3 separate regions of the Hordeum vulgare genome follow, and all the other regions are linked to region 1. The links are chromatin contacts, called in public Hi-C maps. All regions are on one chromosome and are shown on one strand. Each heading gives the region's core, a stretch centred on a gene start, on an enhancer-like site or on the middle of the called end of the contact. The rest is flanking DNA. Distances are from core to core; before and after follow the strand shown.

The links. Hi-C and Micro-C count contacts between places; a contact is called where the count stands out from the background.
Region 2: a Hi-C map of seedling shows a contact between it and region 1, with 5 times the contacts expected there. The contact joins the promoter of LOC123443926 here to the promoter of LOC123443927 in region 1. A contact is called at or near these places in 3 of 6 Hi-C or Micro-C datasets (leaf and seedling) and 1 of 1 datasets of contacts at active chromatin or transcription factors (embryo).
Region 3: a contact with region 1 is called in a Hi-C map of leaf, with 6 times the contacts expected there. The contact joins the promoter of LOC123443928 here to the promoter of LOC123443927 in region 1. A contact is called at or near these places in 3 of 6 Hi-C or Micro-C datasets (leaf and seedling).

Annotation. Positions count from the first base shown.
Region 1 is chr3H:384,664,563-384,667,262 of MorexV3_pseudomolecules_assembly, forward strand. It overlaps LOC123443927 (S-adenosyl-L-methionine-dependent uroporphyrinogen III methyltransferase, chloroplastic), which reads left to right and starts at 1,319. Exons shown (of 6, transcript XM_045120490.1): 1 at 1,319-2,079; 2 at 2,216-2,293. The coding sequence starts at 1,534.
Region 2 is chr3H:384,073,039-384,075,738 of MorexV3_pseudomolecules_assembly, forward strand. It overlaps LOC123443926 (mitogen-activated protein kinase 10), which reads right to left and starts at 1,389. Exons shown (of 10, transcript XM_045120489.1): 1 at 955-1,389. The coding sequence starts at 978.
Region 3 is chr3H:385,510,867-385,513,566 of MorexV3_pseudomolecules_assembly, forward strand. LOC123443928 (glycerol-3-phosphate acyltransferase 1) reads left to right here and starts at 1,315. Exons shown (of 2, transcript XM_045120492.1): 1 at 1,315-2,235. The coding sequence starts at 1,492.

The sequences.
Region 1 (2,700 bases), core at 69-2,568:
ATCACCGATAAGCAGCTTCATAGTGTTTTTAGGCAACTTAGAGAAAAACAATGATAATCAACTTCATAATATTTTAGGCAACTAATTTGCAAAGTTAGACAACTGAGCATTTATGGTAAGCAACTAATTACCAATAGCAGCTTACTCGACATCAATGGTAATTTCATAGTATTGTAGGCAACTGGACATTAATGATAGGCAACTGAACATCCACGATAGGCAACTGAGCTACCATGGTACGCAAGTCGTGATAATGTTAGCAAAATTCATTGATACACATAATGCAATGAAGTTGCTTATATGTAACACTAAAGGTGCCTCATGCTTATATGTAGCACTAAAGGTGCCTCAAATATTTACACTAAGGCCTTGTACAATGCAAGGTGCTTAAAGAAATAAACCAGGCTTTTCTTAAGCACCGATGCTTATTTCTAGAGGAGAGGTGCCTAATTAAGTGTCTAACTTGTATAAATAAGCACCAATGCTTAAGAAAAGTCTGGTTTATTTCTCTAAGCACCTTCCCTAAGCACCTTGCATTGTACAAGGCCTAAAGGTGCCTCCATCATATCCAAAGTTGCCTCAATTTTTTTCAACGAAACCTATTATATGAAATTTAGTTTTGAAAAACTCGCCACGAGAAACCCAGTTATGAAAATAGAACTGAATTCTAAATCAAAAGTTACAAATTTTTAATTTTTTGAACCCTTAAATAAGTGCAACTGGAAATACGGTTATTTTTTATGAACTACTTCCTCCATCACAGTTTAGAAGGCATAGTTAAATTTACGTGCATTTTCACAATAGACAAGATTTATGGCGTATTGCATTTACTTCTAACAGCTAATTAGTACTCCGTTGTACTACTTCTATATGTATATGTAGTGTGAATGCTATTTTTAATTTGTTGTGACACAACCAATCAATGATCATTTAGGTTTTAGAGAATTTTTAAACATGCCTTCTAAACGTGATCGGAGGGAATACCTAAAACAACTGCTCCTTCCATATTAAGAAGCGCGTTCAATCCCACCAACAAGCTCTGGCACCCGCCAGCCACGTTCATATTTCGGAGACACTGAGCAGATTCCTTCACCACCATCAGCAGAGGTTTGGGTATATATCATCTAAAAGAAAAGGTTTGGGTATATATGCGCGCGCCGGTGACACACTGCATGACACCATCGTGAAGGCCGCCGGCGGCGCACCAAAAAGTGCGCCGAAGGGGCACTCTCAGTTGGCTACCTCCTGAACCCTGTTGTCTGCCCGCGGCGGTTCATTGAACCTGGCCCTTCCACACTCGCAAGGCCGCACTTTTCTAATCAAAAAAGGAAGGGCCACCTCCTCCCTCCTTCCTCTGGACTCCGATCCCCTCCGCCCTCCGCCCTCCACCCCTTCGCCCATCCAAAACCACACCACCACAACGAACCACCCGCCTCCGGCTCTCCGGCTCCTGCTCCGGTCCTCACCTCACCTCTCTCCCGTATAAAACACCACCCCCTGCCTAAATCCACGGTCCACACCCCTTGCGACGCCATGGCTCTCGCCCTTCGAGCGCCCCGCTTTCAGCCGCTTCCCGCCTCCATTCCCGCGACCTCCACCGCTTTCGCCAGCACCGCGAGGCATTCCTCCTCCGCCGCCGCCATCTGCGCCGCCGCGTCGCCGTTCACCGAGGCCACGTCCTCCTCGAGATACCGCCGCGACGCCTGGTCCTACACTGCCCAAGACTCCTCCTCTCCCTCGTCCGCCGCCGCCGCCGCTGCTGCTGCGGCCTCGGGACGCCGGGACGACGAGATCGCTCTGCAGCTCCCGGAGCTGCGGAGGCTTCTGAAGGCTCTCAGGGCGTCCAGAGGGAAAGGGCTGGAGGGGAAGGACGGCGGCGGTGGGCCCGGGAGGGTGGCGCTGGTGGGGACGGGGCCCGGGGACCCGGAGCTCCTGACGCTCAAGGCGGTTCGGGCCATCGAGGCAGCGGACCTAGTGCTGTACGATCGCCTCGTGTCCAACGAGGTGCTCGATTTGGTCGCGGAGGGCGCCAGGCTACTCTACGTCGGCAAGACGGCTGGATACCACAGTCGCACTCAGGTCAGTCACAAGGATCATTCATTCCGTGTTCCTAGTATTTAAAATCAGGTGCTTTGAGGTTTATATGTACTCTAGTTTGAAACTCCAATGATATGTCTGCACTTTCTAAGTTTTTCGGCTTTCTAATGTAATGCAGGAAGAAATTCATGAGTTGCTCCTGAGCTTTGCCGAGGCTGGTGCCAATGTGGTGCGGTTGAAAGGCGGCGATCCTCTGGTAATACGCACTTCATATTTTCAATACTACTCAGTACTGTAGTTATCTACTAGTACCGTTCTACAATTCTTGTAGTAGTCCCAGTTGGTAGTTGGTACAAGAGAGGCCAATTTCTGTATGGCTTTTCGCATGAAGTCCTTGATCCTAGAAAAAAAGACGGATTGGAGGAAAGCAGCCGAGTCCTAATTTAGGATTTGTTGCATGTGCATCAATGTTAAATAGCAAACTCTGTACTGACCGAGTTTATCGAGCACTATAAACACTTCTCGCTCCAATAGCCACTGTTCTCTAGAAATACTTCTCCATGCAATATCTATAATGTTCTCTGCTCATAGTTAAACTCCTTCAGAGGTGGTAGAGAACAAAATATGCGTCATTTTAATATAAAATGCTAGCAAGAAAAATAT
Region 2 (2,700 bases), core at 139-2,638, 590 kb before region 1:
AGCTTGAGTGATCAAAGGACCATCAGTCCTCGCAATCATATATGTATATACAAACAATTGATGTCACGCTGTCAAGCGAAGCAGAAATGGCACGGTAGGTGGTGGGTCGCAAAAATGATGGCAGATCTCCAGATACTTTTAATGGACGACATGTAAAATAACTAATCATTGGGAAGCTACAACCAGTATTAAGGAATAGATGCCAAATTCAACTGCTGTGCAGATAGATCAAGAAATTTTCTTGAGGAGCAAGATCTTGATTGCGAAACTGAAATCGTGACACGCACGCACCACTTGTGAGTCAATTGGTCGTGCACGGATCGGGAGAAGAGAACCCCCACAAGAAAAGCCAACAGCTTTGCCCACCGACAAGGAAAAGCAACAGCCGCAATGTGTTTCCGCGGGCAGCGTCTCGAGGTCACAGAACGCGGTCAACTTTTGCATGTGAACTGGGAGCTGTTATACGCAGTAAAGGAGCGCCAAATCACACCTTTTTTTCCCAAATATAGAAGGAAGACTGCGCACAAGGCAATGGCGATGCGACGGGACAAGAAGATGAAAGCGAGAAGGACCGACATGATCATAGTAGAGACTCGGGTTACAGAGGGAAAATACCTACCCTTGTGGGAATAAAACTAAATTCAAACATCCGAATTGGCCCGGCACCGGAATGAGAATAGTGATACGGCGGAACGCCAAATCTATCGGAGCGATGCCCAGCACAGAAACAAGAAATCGTGCCGAACAGAGAGGGAAAACGAAGGGCTTGAACGGACAGAGACCCGAAAACAACCAAGGCAAAAGCATTCCCTCGAAATAATAGTAGTACGTAATAAATAAATAAAAGAAAGCGAGGGAAAGGAAGCGCAGGAGCAGCTCAGCTGCATCGATCAGCTGGACTGGGGCGGAATTCACGCACACAGAAATGCTAGGGATCTCTGGGAAGGAGCCCACCTTCTTGCGCTGGTCCTGCTGCATCTCGGCGCTCACCGGATCTCGCCCCGAACCTCCTCAGCTCCGCCGTGCCGTACGGGCGGGAACAACAGCAATAGGGCCGCCTCCGAGTCACTACGGTCAGACACACGGCATTTGCTGGCGCCGGGCAGGCGAGGCCGAAAAGCGCAGACGCGGCAGGACGCCGGCGGGCGGATCGTGAGACGAGACGAGGCGACGAAGGGAGGGCGGGAAACTGGGGGGGAGACCCTAACCCTAGCGACGGGGCGCTGGGGGCAGGGCTAGGGCTCCCGCGCGCGCTCTCTCCCTCTCTCTCCTGTTCCTCCTCCTCCTCTCCTGGTCTGCGCTCGGGCTCCGGGAGGGGAATAAGAGAGATAGAGGGAGAGAGGAGGACGGGTGGAGAGAGAGAGAGAGAGAGAGAGGAGGCAGGCAGTGTGTTTGGCTTGTTTTTGTTGCCATGAAATGAAATGAAAGGAATCCTGTTTTGATTTCCGTGCGCGGACGGACGAGATTGCCCTTCTTCCCCTTCCCCTTCCCCGGTTGGCCGCCTGTCGTGGGTCGCGTGGGGGTTGGAACCCCATTTCTCGCTTCAGCTTTGCTCCTCCTTCCTTCGCCTCGTCTCACCCATTTTTATATTTAATTTAGTTAATGCCGCTTGTATACGGTGGATTACCGGTGAGAGGTCAGTGACAACGGGAAAATGTGGCTTCCCAAATGTCAAATCCCTTTTTGTATTTTATTTTAGCGTAATGTAATTGGTAGTATCTCTGTCCCGGGTTTTAAGGACCTCTCGTGTTTTAGACTAAAGTTTGGTAAAATAAATTAACAAATAAAATGCAAATTATATGTCACCCAAATTATACTACGAGAAACCTCTTCCAAATAAAAAATTAGCAATATACCTTTTTGTATCGCATAATTTACATCTTGCTAGTTTTACACATGGTCAAATTTTGGACCGAAATACTATAGTGCTCAACAATTCCGAACAGAGGGGATAGTTGTTTATACTCGATTCTCTGACCATCTGGTATGACTTTAATCTATTTTTAGATTAATTTGTAATTCTCACTCCCCTGATTTAATGTTATTATCCTTTTGCGTTATTTCAGGATTCGATATCATGACATTTATTGCATACTATAAATTGTATGTAATGCTTCCTATCTAGAAGAAAAGGACATCCAAATTTTCTATCGTGGACAAACATGGAGTTCGCGATCGAATGTTTAGGAGTAATTGATTACTCTCCTCAACTCAAAGGTTGTGGCATGGCGAAGTAATGTGTGAACGGGTTTTTAGGACCGGAAAGGTGAAACGGACTCGAGTCGCTCTTCTCTGCTGCAATTCATATGAAAGGAATACATGCACGCTGATAATTCAAAATAAGTAATATTTGTTGTAATTTAGAGAAGGTATCTTGAAACATAAAATTTAAAGCGGCACTAGATTATGGTTACGTTCACTAGTGAACGCCAAAAAATTTATGGTACAAACATTCCCTTATTTTCAGAATAAATGGAAGTTTAGACTTTTTATAGTCACCGGTGAGCAACTTTGCAAATAATATATGTACGCATACTTTAGCAAATAATCATAAAATGGTGAGATATGATTCTAATAAACCTTTCGAATTACATGATAGAATCGTATCCCCTGGTTTGCTTCCCTTTCATCTACCACACTTTTGTTTTCTCCCTTTTGATTTTGGTTCTTAGCTTGCGACTCACTTTCGATCGATCGGTC
Region 3 (2,700 bases), core at 65-2,564, 850 kb after region 1:
AAGAAGGGGCGAAATGGAAGGAAATGGGGACGGAAGGGGGCAGGGGTCGGGTGGGCCGGGGTGTTGGAGTCCTACGTTTCGGATGTCTGGACTCCCGCAAAGCTCCTCCCACGTTTGTCTCCAATTTTTGGAAGAAAACACGTCTGGACCGCCCCATGGTTTGAAGGGATGCGGACAGTTTGCGGGACCGTCTTAAAGATGCCCTTAGGTTCTATATAAGAAGTATGTATGAATTTGTGACCTGTATGTCGAACAATGTATGGGAATAATCTTACCCACAAAAGTATACATCTTTTGTCAGAGAGGAGGACAAAACCCATCATCTCTGCTTCATGTTGATGCAAATAGCGAAAAAACCATATACAACTCAACGCAGTTTCACCATGCTAACCTGAAAAGGGGACTAAGAGGGCAACTAGGATAAAATATTAAGCTACGGATTTTCATCCTGGATATATAGATTTCAACTTATAATTTATTTTTCATGATTCAATTCAAGTATTTCTGTACATACCCAAGTTCAAATTCATCATAATCACATAGGGTGTGTGAAGGCTAGAAAGTGATTCAGTTTTACTGTTCTAAATTGAAGAGTTACTGAATGTATCCATTTATTTATTTTATATTGTACTCCTTAAGTCCAAAATAGATGAGGTTGGGAAATTAACATGATTGTGTGAAAATAATGTTAACCATTAGTTTGTAGTCCCACTGTCCCATGATATAGTGCACATTGATTTTCACGAAAGTCGGGCTTCACAAATTTGGACCAAGTTCATAGAGGATGTTGCCTATATCTTCAATATCAAATATATACCATATGGGAATACATTTCATGGTGAGTCTAATTGCATCGATTTGATATTCTTGATGTTGATAAATTCTATTATTTTGTTCAAAATTTATGAAGTTTGACTTAAAAATAACTAATATTCACTATATTTTGGGATGAAAAGCATATTCGGTACAGCAATAAATCGTGTGTTAAAAAAAGTTATCTTATATAAGCATTTTTGGGACAAACTATACATGATACTTCCAGGCATTGAATAAAGATATTATAGAATTTGTTTGTTGTTCATCATTTAGTTTGGCCAAATTAAGGGCGTCCAACCTGCTATGCCATATGGCGCATACTGGTTGACCTATTGGGAATGATACTCCTATTCACTTTCTGACCGTAGTATTGTTTACCCTGGCGGACGTTTGTCGGATTTGGACCTTTGAATGATGTTCCTATAGGTCAGCCTCCTAATTTCTCCCACCTACCACCTTAATTCTCTCCCCCTTCCTCTCATCCCCATATATATCCCGTTACCGATCAATCTCCTGCAAACACGCACTAGAGCAGTGCGACTGGCACCATCCACCTTCATCGTCTCTCCTATCCCAAGCACTTGGCTAGGCCATTTCTACCAGCAAGACCAGCAGAAAGGCAGGTTGGTCAAGCTTGCACAGATAAAGTGTCCGTACGGGCATAGGAAGCAGGAGATGGTCTTCCCCGCCATTCTGCCCAAGATAGCCGTCCACTGGCTCATCAACTTGTACCGCGCGGCCAGGAAGCTCCGCAGCAATGCCTTCCAGTACTACCGTAACTCCACCACCAACACCAAGCCATCCACTCAAGCCGTCTCCAGCTCCGAGCGCGCCATGCCGTCCGCTGCTGATGGGACGGTGGTGTGCGACTTCCACGGTGGGCTCCTGAGGTCCGCCGGCATCTTCCCCTACTTCATGCTCGTCGCCTTCGAGGGCGGCAGCCTGCTCCGGGCGCTGGTGCTGCTCTGCTTCTTTCCCCTCGTGTGCATGCTCGGCGAGCACTCCGACGCCGGCGTCCGGGTCATGACGTTCGTCACCTTCGTTGGGCTCAGGCCACGGGACGCCGACCTCGTGGCCCGCACCATCCTGCCAAAGTTCTACATGGAGGGGCTCCACGCGCAGGTGTACGACCACCTCTGGCTGCCGGCGAAGAGGAAGGTGGCGCTGACGAGCGCGCCGAGGGTGATGGCGGAGTGGTTCCTCAAAGAGTACATGGCCGCGAACGTGGTCGTCGGGTGCGAGCTTGAGATGGTTGAGGTAGGGCGCGTGTGGTATTTCACCGGGCTGCTGTGCGGGACAGGACCAGACAACATGGGCTTGAGGCACAAGGCACTGAGGGAGGCGTTGGAAGCGGACGGCAACATGGCCGACGTTGCCGTCGTCGGGAGCTCCGACCACCTCTGCGCTCCCTACTGCAAGGTGCACTCGTTCGCGCTTTTTCTCTTTATTATTACTATAAATATAGTACTAGTGTACGTACGATTGTCTTAAGTTCATCACCACTACGTACCTACTGCTACCTAGTCCCAACGTTCAGAGTATCATGTTCAGAGTAGTCCCAACGTTCCCAGGTGATGACTTCTTCATTTCCAACGTTCAGAGTATCCCGTTTTGCATTGTCTTGCATGCTACTACAAGCCAACATGGTGCCCCTGCAGTTTTGTTGGATTTGCACCTAGGAAAATAGATTAAAAAGGAGTGACCACATGGTCACCTGCACATGGTGTATATGTGGTGAACAACCTTAAAACAAGCAAAAAACAGGGAGTGGTCATTTTGGCCCTTACAAAGTTACAATTACTATGCCAACATCTAAAACACGAAACCTACTTAAACTAACGTAGTACTATGGTTTTTTACGTAATTGAAAACGTGAAGACATGG